2 separate regions of the Pan troglodytes genome follow, and region 1 is linked to region 2. Evidence: chromatin contacts called from public Hi-C data. All regions are on one chromosome and are shown on one strand. Each heading gives the region's core, a stretch centred on a gene start, on an enhancer-like site or on the middle of the called end of the contact. The rest is flanking DNA. Distances are from core to core; before and after follow the strand shown. Region 1 holds the start of RAB24 (RAB24, member RAS oncogene family). Region 2 has its middle 14 kb from the start of NSD1.

Region 1 (4,273 bases), core at 1,473-3,972, 190 kb after region 2:
CCAAATCTAGATCCATTAGACCTTTCTGGCTTACAGAACTTAGGACTTTCCTACCATTAACCACATTGTAGGATGTCACTGGGAAGCTCAGGACCTGAGTCACAGGTCTGACATAGGGGCCCAAACATGACAGATGCAGTAGAGCTAGTCAGACCAACCCGTCTCAGGTAGGAATGCTTGACCCTTTTATTTCGAAGCAACTCATGTACTCTTTTCAGCACTCAGAAGGAACTGTGAGCTTTTGTACTACTACAGCCCCAGTATCTCAGCGGTAACCATGGGGAAAAAAGTCTTGTTTTCCAAAGGAAAATGAGAGTTGGGAGGAGCCTTAATATAAGCAGTGAGGCCAGCCGGGTGGCCCCAGAAAGAACTAGGTGTCTTGACACCTAATCCACACAGCAGGGAAAGGGGCTGGGTGTGATTCACAGTGCATTGATTTTATTTACAGATCAAAAGCCACTTAAATAATCTGCAGACACAAGTGCTGTCCAGGGCAGAAGCCTGGGGTCCAAATCAGCCCTTATCCCTCCTCATGCCCACAGTCAGCCCAATGCTGTCTCCGTTCCATGGGCCAGCACAGGCAGGCGCCACTCTGCTGACATGAGGACCTGGGGTAGCTCAGACATTTGACTACCCAAGCCCAGAAAGGAGCTGGGTCCAGCCCTTACGGGGAATTCCTTTAATTCCCCCAGGCCAGGTGAGTGCTGACTCAGTGATGACAACAGCTGTAGAAGTAGGGGTTTGGCTTCTGGCCCAGATCCACGCCCTTGTCCTCTGTCAAAGAGAGAGGTGGCAGCTCAGCACCATTCTGTTGGGATCAGGTAACTCAGGAAAGGGGCTAGATGCTGTGGGCCTAGAGTAAGTCTCCATAAAGGCTGGGGAAGCACACACCTGTCATCACCTGGAAGGCAGCCACACTGACGTAATCCTCTGCCACTTTCTGGAAGAGCTCGTCTGGCAGGAAAAATGATGATCAGCGAGGGCCCAATGCCAGTAGCCCTGGGATCTCCCAGTGACCCAGCCCTCTGTGCCCTATTCAGCTTCCTCTGGTGCCCCTGCATGTTCCTGCTGTGAGGCTCCAGCACAGCACTCACCCACACTCTGGCCTGTCTTGCTGGATGTTTCAAAAAGCTGAGCTTTGATATCTGTAAAGAGAAGTGACTAAAGCCTCATACCTGAGAATTAGATAAACAGACAAAAGGGAGGGCTAGCAGTTCAGGGAGTCTCCTGGACCCCACAGTTCAAGGAGGCCAGGAAGACCTCCTAGAGCACCTTGCCCTGGCAGCCAAGGCAGTCCCTATTTTCTTTGATCCACCCAGACAGCCACACACCCCCACCCCCCAAAGGGCTGAGGAGCAGCTACTGTCTGCATAGTCCTGGACGTCGTGGAAGTCCACACGTCGACGCCTCCGGTCTTCTTCCAGCAGGTCACTCTTGGTGCCACATAAGTAGATTTGGCAACCCTGAGGCAGAAGACAAGGGTCACCTCCACAGGCCAACAAAACCCCAGCCCCTAGTGTTCTAGTGAGGTCTGTTCACCTACCTCCTCTAGGCTGCGCAGTTCCTTCACCCAGAACTTTGCTCGCTCAAAGCTGCTGCTGTCTGTGAGGTCTTGGTGTGCGGCATGCAGGAGACAACCAAGTGGTCAAGGGCTGTTCTCTGGCTAGCCTGGCACCCATCTTTTCTTGTGAGACAACCCAAACCCCCCCCCCCTTACCATAGCAGACGATGGCAGCCTTGGCACCCCGATAGTAGATTCTACTCATGGCCTCATAGCGCTCAGAGCCTGCTGTGTCCTAAAGAGTAAGGCTTGAGTCAAACTTGAGGCCACGTTCTCCAGACCCCGCTATTTTCCAGATAAGGAAACGGGTCTATGAGAAATGGGTCTGTGAGGCCACAAATCAACCAGTAATAGGCAGGACCTACACCTCCTCAGGAATGAGTCTCCCAAGAATAGATGGCCAGGGGACTTACCCAAATACCTAATGTCACAGTCCGGTCTCCGACCGACATCACCTTGGCCACGAAGGCGGCCCCGATGGTCTGCAACGAGAGGGAAGAGATCGGGGCCATAGGTGCAGATTACCGGCCCCCCACTCCCCCGCCCACCGTGCCTGGCCCCTCCGGATGCACTCACGTTCTGATAAGGCCCCACCAGAAAGCGGTCGTGCACGTAGCGCTCCACCAGGCTAGTCTTGCCCACGTACTCCTTGCCCAGCATCACCACCTTGACGTCCACGCGCTGCCCGCTCATGCTCCCGGGGCCGCTTCAGCCACGTCAGGGTCCTGAGCGGGGACGGGAGGCAAACCCCGATCTCCGCTCGGCCCAGGCAGCGCCCAAGCCTCAGACCCCGACCCCAAACGGCGCCAACCTACGACTCCAGACAGCGCGTCGGGCTCGAGCTCTGGCCGTGGCCTTGCACTTCGGCAGCGCCCCGTGTGCCCCCGCTGTTCGGCCCCGGGCGCCGATTATCCTTCGAAGACCCCAAGCCCCGGGGCGGCCTGGGAGCGCGCGGGACAGCGTCCTCAACAGCGCAGCACGCCGCCGTGCAGCTCGCTACTCCGTCATTCGCTCGCCTGCCCGGCTTAAGCTCCGTTCTGGCTGGGAATCCCAACCGAACCTGGGGTCTCCCGCAACCCGGCTCCTACCCGCAGCGCCGCGACTCCCGCGGGAGGGGGCGAGAGGGCGAGGGGGCGGGGCCGCAAGGTCACGTGGCGCGGGCGCCGGAAGCGGTGGCTACTGTGTGGCTGCGCCTGCGCCGGAAGTGGCGCGCGGCCGGACAACTCATGGCGGCGGCGGCGGCAGCTGCTTGGGCGCGGTGCGGTGGTGACTGAGCTACGAGCCTGGCGGCGGGTGTGCGCCGAGCCCCGGCCCGGCCCGGCCCCCGCGTGCCTCCCAGGCTCCGCACCCCTGATGCTGCGCGGGTGCTGAGCCCGCTTCGGCCGGGACGATGGTGAAGTATTTCCTGGGCCAGAGCGTGCTCCGGAGTTCCTGGGACCAAGTGTTCGCCGCCTTCTGGCAGCGGTACCCGAATCCCTATAGGTACGTGGCATTTGGAAGAGCAAAACTTCGCCATCTCGCTATCTGGAGATCGAATTATGGGTAATCCCCAAGTACTGGGACCAGGAAGACTCGATATCGAATCCTAGGTAGACCTTATCGGGGAAGCGGCCAGGCCAGGCCTGCAAGGTCCTGAAGGGAGGTTGAGCCTGGGCGGTGGTTTACTTGAGACCTTAGTGCAAGATTCTTTTCTCAGTGTGGTGAGACAAGAAGAGGCGGCAGTATGGGAGTTGGGAGGGATCTTGGAGTTGGAAATCCTATTTCTCTGCCCGTGGCGCTTTCCTGGGGTGCAATAAATCATGAGGTCCATTCCTGCTAGAAGGCAGGAATCCAGGTCAGTCAGATGGCGGGAGTTGGAATTTGCCCTGGGATGGGCCCTTAACTCTGGTTTGAACCATAGCACATACCACCCTGCAAGGTTACAGGAAGGCGTGGCCTCTCTAGGCCCGGAGCCTCCAAATGGGAATCCCCTCGGGCAGTCTCTTAGGGGCAAGCTTCTGAGGGTCACCTTCACCCTGACACCTGCAGCAAACATGTCTTGACGGAAGACATAGTACACCGGGAGGTGACCCCTGACCAGAAACTGCTGTCCCGGCGACTCCTGACCAAGACCAACAGGATGCCACGCTGGGCCGAGCGACTATTTCCTGCCAATGTTGCTCACTCGGTGTACATCCTGGAGGACTCTATTGTGGACCCACAGAATCAGACCATGACTACCTTCACCTGGAACATCAACCACGCCCGGCTGATGGTGAGACACCTCCTGTGGTGATTCTGCACCTCCCCCTCTCCCCTCCCCCCGAGATAGAGAGCTCCTCAGATACATGTGGCTAGAGAGCCATAAGGCAGCTTTTGTGGCCGGAGGCAGGTCTGGGTTACTGAGGGTTGACAGCTGTAGAGTATGACCTCAGGTTTTCTTCTTTTCAGCTGGTCATCCTCTCTGGACCTGTCTTTTGACTCATTCATACAGTGGGGGAGGGGTACCTATCTTACGGAGTTGTCCTAAGTTCTAAATGCAAAGCGCTCCCATCTGGCATCTATGGCACAGATATATGTTGGACTCACAGGAGTGATGCTGAGTGGCGGAGGCAGCGCTTTTCTTTTTTTTTTTTCTGTTTTTTGTTTTTTTCTGGTGACAAGAGTCTCACCCAGGTTGGAGTGTAGTGACATGATCTCACCTCACTGCCACTGCCACCTCCTGGGTTTAAG
Region 2 (4,370 bases), core at 157-2,656:
GGCAGGAGAATTGCTTGAACCCGGGAGGTGGAGGTTGCAGTGAGCCGAGGTCAGGTCACTGCCCTCCAGCCTGGGCGATAGATCGAGAATTTGTCTTAAAAAAAAAAAAAAAAAAAAAAAAGGCCAGGCACGGCGGCTCACGCCTGTAATCCCAACACTTTGGGAGGCCGAGGTAGGCGGATCACAAGGTCAGGAGTTCGAGACCAGCCTGGCCAACATGGTGAAACCCCGTCTCTACTTAAAAAATACAAAAATTAGCCGGGCATGGTGGCGTGCGCCTGTAATCCCAGCTACTCGGGATGCTGAGGCAGGAGAATCGCTTGAAACCGGGAGGCGCAGGTTGCAGTGAGCCGATTTCGCGCCACTGCACTCCAGCCTGAGCGACAGAGCGAGACTTCATCTGAAAAAAATATGTCTGTATATAAAGATATAGATATTTACTATAAATAAGCACACAGCTTAATACATATTTATTGAATGAATGACTTATGTTGAGCCTGAGTTATCTGTGAGATTCCCAGGTAGTGAATTTGGGGCTGTGGGACAAATCTAGGCTAGATTGAGGCCCCAGCATTGCTGGCATCTAGGGAATGCACGTGCTGAGTGGATGACGATCCCTCGTGGAAACTGGGTGAATAATAAGCAAATGGGCCTGGGATGGGGCACTGCGACACCTTTGTTTGCCAGGCAGGGAAAAGGGGAGACATGCCCATGACATGGAGGCATAGAGAAGGGTTTATGAGAATTAGGAGGGCTCAGGTAGGAGTGGGATGGCCTGGAAACCTGGTTGGTTCAAGTAGGGTAAAGAGTCAAATGCTTCTCAGAGTAAAGCAGCAAAGATGGTGAAACGTCACCGGATTGGGCTACAGCGGCACTACTGGTGATCTGAAGCCAGGGTGCAGTGGGATCAGGAGGAAGATGAGGAAGAGGGGACAGGACAGTGGAGGGAAGGAGAAGCAGAGCCTGGTTGCAGGGTAGTTGAGATTTTTCTCGGCCGTTTGTGGGCTGCCGGGAAGGAGCAAGAAGACAGGAAAGGGTTGGCGCTCCAGAGGCGAGAGAGGAGAAAGGGACACAAAAACCCATGGAAGCAATAGGGCGGGACTCAAAGCCCACGAGGAGGGCCGGCCCAGTTGTTCTCTGTCTCGTTCTCTAAGCGCTGCGGCAGGGCTGGTGGTGAATTCAGATAAACAGGCACAAAGGGCCAGTGGGGTCGCTAGCAAGATCTGGGACACGCTGAAAGTTAATAGGAATTGGCTGCCCTTTGCCGGCGCAACCCAGCGTACAAAGATGATCTTTTCTGAGGCTCCACCACCGCAGAGACCTTCGCGCGGCCCACGGCACCAGCCGCCGCTGATTGGCCCGTGGCAGCCACCTGACCGAACGGACCAATAGGAGGCGTTCTCCCAGGAATGCGGCCCGCGTGTGGCCGGGAGCGGAAGCCCGACCTGAGTGCGGCAGGGCCCAGAGGCTGTGCTGGCCACGTGCACCCGGCTGGATGCCGCGGGCGCCGAACCGGGAGTCTGGAGCCGGGTCTCCCACTACCCTGTTCCGCCGGCCGAGGGAGTTGGGGAGGCCGCCTGTCCCAGACGCCCGGACCCTGTGTCCTTCTGATAAATTCCCCCTTTTTCTCTCGCTGGCTTCTGGGGCCACGTCCTTTTTACCCCCTCTGGTCCAAAGTAGTGTGTTAGGAGATTTGGAAGCAAGCAGAACCAAGTTGAAATTACTTGCTCCGCTGGGCGCGGTGGCTCACGCCTGCAATTTCAGCACTTTGGGAGGTCTAGGCGGGCGGATTGCTTTAGCTCAGGAGTTTGAGACCAGCCTGGGCAACATGGCGAAACCGCGTCTCCACTAAAAAATACAAAAGTTAGCCGGGCGTGGTGGCGCGTGCCTTTACTTCCAGTTACCCTGGAGGCCGAGGTGAGGGGATCACTTGAGCCCGGGCCTTCTAGGGTGCAGTGAGCGGTGATGGCGCCACTGCACTCCGGCCTGAGCGACAGACTCCGTCTCAAACAAACAAACAAAAATTACCCGGGGATGGGGATGGCGGTGCGCGCCTGTGGTCCCAGCTACTCCGGTGGCCGAGGTGGGAGGATCACTTGAGCAAGAGTGGGCAGGCTGTGGTGAGCCGAGATCACGCCACAGCGCTCCAGCCTGGTCGAAAAAGTGAGGCCTTGCCTCAAAAATAAATAAATAAATAAATAAATAAATGCCGGGCATGGTGGCTCACCCCTGTAATCCCAAATAAATGCCGGGCCGGGTGGCTCATGCCTATAATCCCAGCACTGTGGGAGTCCAAGGCGGGCAGATTGCTTGAGCTCAGGAGTTTGAGGCCAGCCTGGGCAACATGGCAAAACCCGTCTCTACCAAAAAATACAAAAATTAGCAGAGCGTGGTGGCGTGCGCCTGTGGTCCCAGATACTCGGGAGGCTGAGGCGGGAGGATCGCTTGAGCCCAGAAGGCAGAGATAGCAGTGAGCTGAGATCACACCACTGCACTCCAGCCTGGGTGACAGGGCAAGACCCTGTTTCAAAAAAAAAAAAAGAAAGAAAAATTACTTGCTTACCATGTGACCTAGGACAAGTGTTTAACTTCACTGAACCTCAGATACCTCTTCTGGAAAATGGGACTACTAATACCTACTTCAGTATCTTTGTGAAGATTGTAAAGTCTCATACCTGGCACACTGTGAGCTCCCAAAACACGCTGGTAACAGTTTTTATGATTGTGGATAGTCCTACCTTAGAGGGACTCACAATCTCATCACACACGGCCTTGTACTAAGGCTTTTTCTTCCTACTGCCCCTTACTAGAATGTACACTGCTTGTTAACAAGAGTGTAACCATATGACTTTTTAGTCTTCCAATCCCACAGTCCCTTCACTTGGTCTAACAAGGGGAAATTTAAGCTATACAGGAACAGTAGTAGGACAGGACATGAAACCATGGGATTTACATCAGGAAAGACACCAGCAATAAGGTGGGAATGTTTATAACACAACAGGGAGGTACTGAAACACATCTTGCTGGAAGGCTGCCATGCACCAACTTTGTGTGAACCTCGCTAAAATAGTAATCGTGATTACAATCATTGGAGGACTTGCCAGGTGCCAGATACTGTTCTAAACTTACATATTACCTCTCAACAATCCCACTTTAGGCTGGGCATGGTGGTTCCTGCAATCCCAGCACTTTGGGAGGCCGAGGCGGGTGAATCACCAGCCTGGCCAACATGGCTAAACGCCGTCTCTACTAAAAATACAAAAATTAGCTAGGCATGGTGGTGCACATCTGTAATCCTAGCTACTCAGGAGACTGAGGCAGGAGAATCCTTTGAACCTGGGAGGTGGAGGTTGCGGTGAGATTGTGCCACTGCCCTCCAGCCTGAGCAACAGAGTGAGACTCCATCTCAATAAAAGAAAAAGAAGAAGAAGAAAAAAAAGAAAATCCCACTTTACAGAGCGATCACAGAGGCACAGAGAAGTTCTTGGTAACTTACCCAAGGTCACTATTAAGTGGCAGAGCTGGGGGTTCAAATCAGGCCTTGTGGGCCAGCGTCTGTGCTCATAACTTCACAGTGTGCTGCCTCTCCAACACCAGCTCAGGCAATGGGCACTCTAAAGACCCACCACAGCCAGGCACGGTGGCTCCGCCTGTAATCCCAACACTTTAGGAGACCGAGGCAGGCGGATCACAAGGTCAGGAAATCGAGACCATCCTGGCCAACATGGTGAAACCCCATCTCTACTAAAAAATACAAAAATTAGCTGGGCATGGTGGCAGCTGCCTGTAATCCCAGCCACTTGGGAGGCTAAGGCAGGAGAATCACTTGAACCCAGGAGGCAGAGGTTGCAGTGAGCCAAGACCGAGCCATTGCACTCCAGCCTAGGCAACAGGAGGGAGACTCCATCTTAAAAAAAAAAAATAGACCAGGCACGGTGGCTCACGCCTGTAATCCCAGCACTTTGGGAGGCTGAGGCAGGCAGATCACCTGAGGTCAGCAGTTCAAGACCAGCCTGGCCAACATGGTGGAACCCCTTCCCTACTACAAATACAAAAACTAGCCAGGCGTGGCTGGGCATGGTGGCTTACATCTATCATCCTAACAGTCTGGGAGGCCCAGAGTGTCAGGTGGGTGGATTGCCTGAGTTCAGGAGTTCAAGATCAGCCTGGGCAACATGGTGAAATCCTGTCTCTACTAAAATACAAAAAAATTAGTCGGACATGGTGATGTGTGCCTGTAATCCCAGCTACTCAGGAGGCTGAGGCAGGAGAATTGCTTGAACCCAGGAGGCGGAGGTTGCAGTGAGCTGAGATCATGCCACTGCACCCCAGCCTGGGCGACAGAGCGAGACCCCCAAACAAAAAAACAT

What was found. A called contact is a pair of places that touch in the nucleus more often than the background predicts.
Region 1: a contact with region 2 is called in a Hi-C map of stem cell-derived neural progenitor cells, with 5 times the contacts expected there. The contact joins the promoter of RAB24 here to the enhancer-like site in region 2. A contact is called at or near these places in 2 of 7 Hi-C or Micro-C datasets (blood and stem cell-derived neural progenitor cells) and 1 of 1 datasets of contacts at active chromatin or transcription factors (stem cell-derived excitatory neurons).

What each region holds. Positions count from the first base shown.
Region 1 is chr4:174,923,656-174,927,928 of NHGRI_mPanTro3-v2.0_pri, forward strand. RAB24 (RAB24, member RAS oncogene family) reads right to left here and starts at 2,723. Exons shown (of 9, transcript XM_009450225.5): 1 at 2,373-2,723; 2 at 2,138-2,286; 3 at 1,975-2,043; 4 at 1,718-1,796; 5 at 1,544-1,611; 6 at 1,364-1,463; 7 at 1,095-1,145; 8 at 892-954; 9 at 417-774. The coding sequence starts at 2,254. The coding sequence ends at 710. It overlaps PRELID1 (PRELI domain containing 1), which reads left to right and starts at 2,762. Exons shown (of 5, transcript NM_001251903.3): 1 at 2,762-3,043; 2 at 3,590-3,815. The coding sequence starts at 2,952.
Region 2 is chr4:174,735,760-174,740,129 of NHGRI_mPanTro3-v2.0_pri, forward strand. No RefSeq gene overlaps it. Among named protein-coding and RNA genes, the nearest start is that of NSD1, 14 kb to the right of the region's middle. Within about 2 kb of position 1,407, at least 12 of the 24 cell types and tissues checked have an H3K27ac peak or open chromatin away from gene starts, as enhancers often do.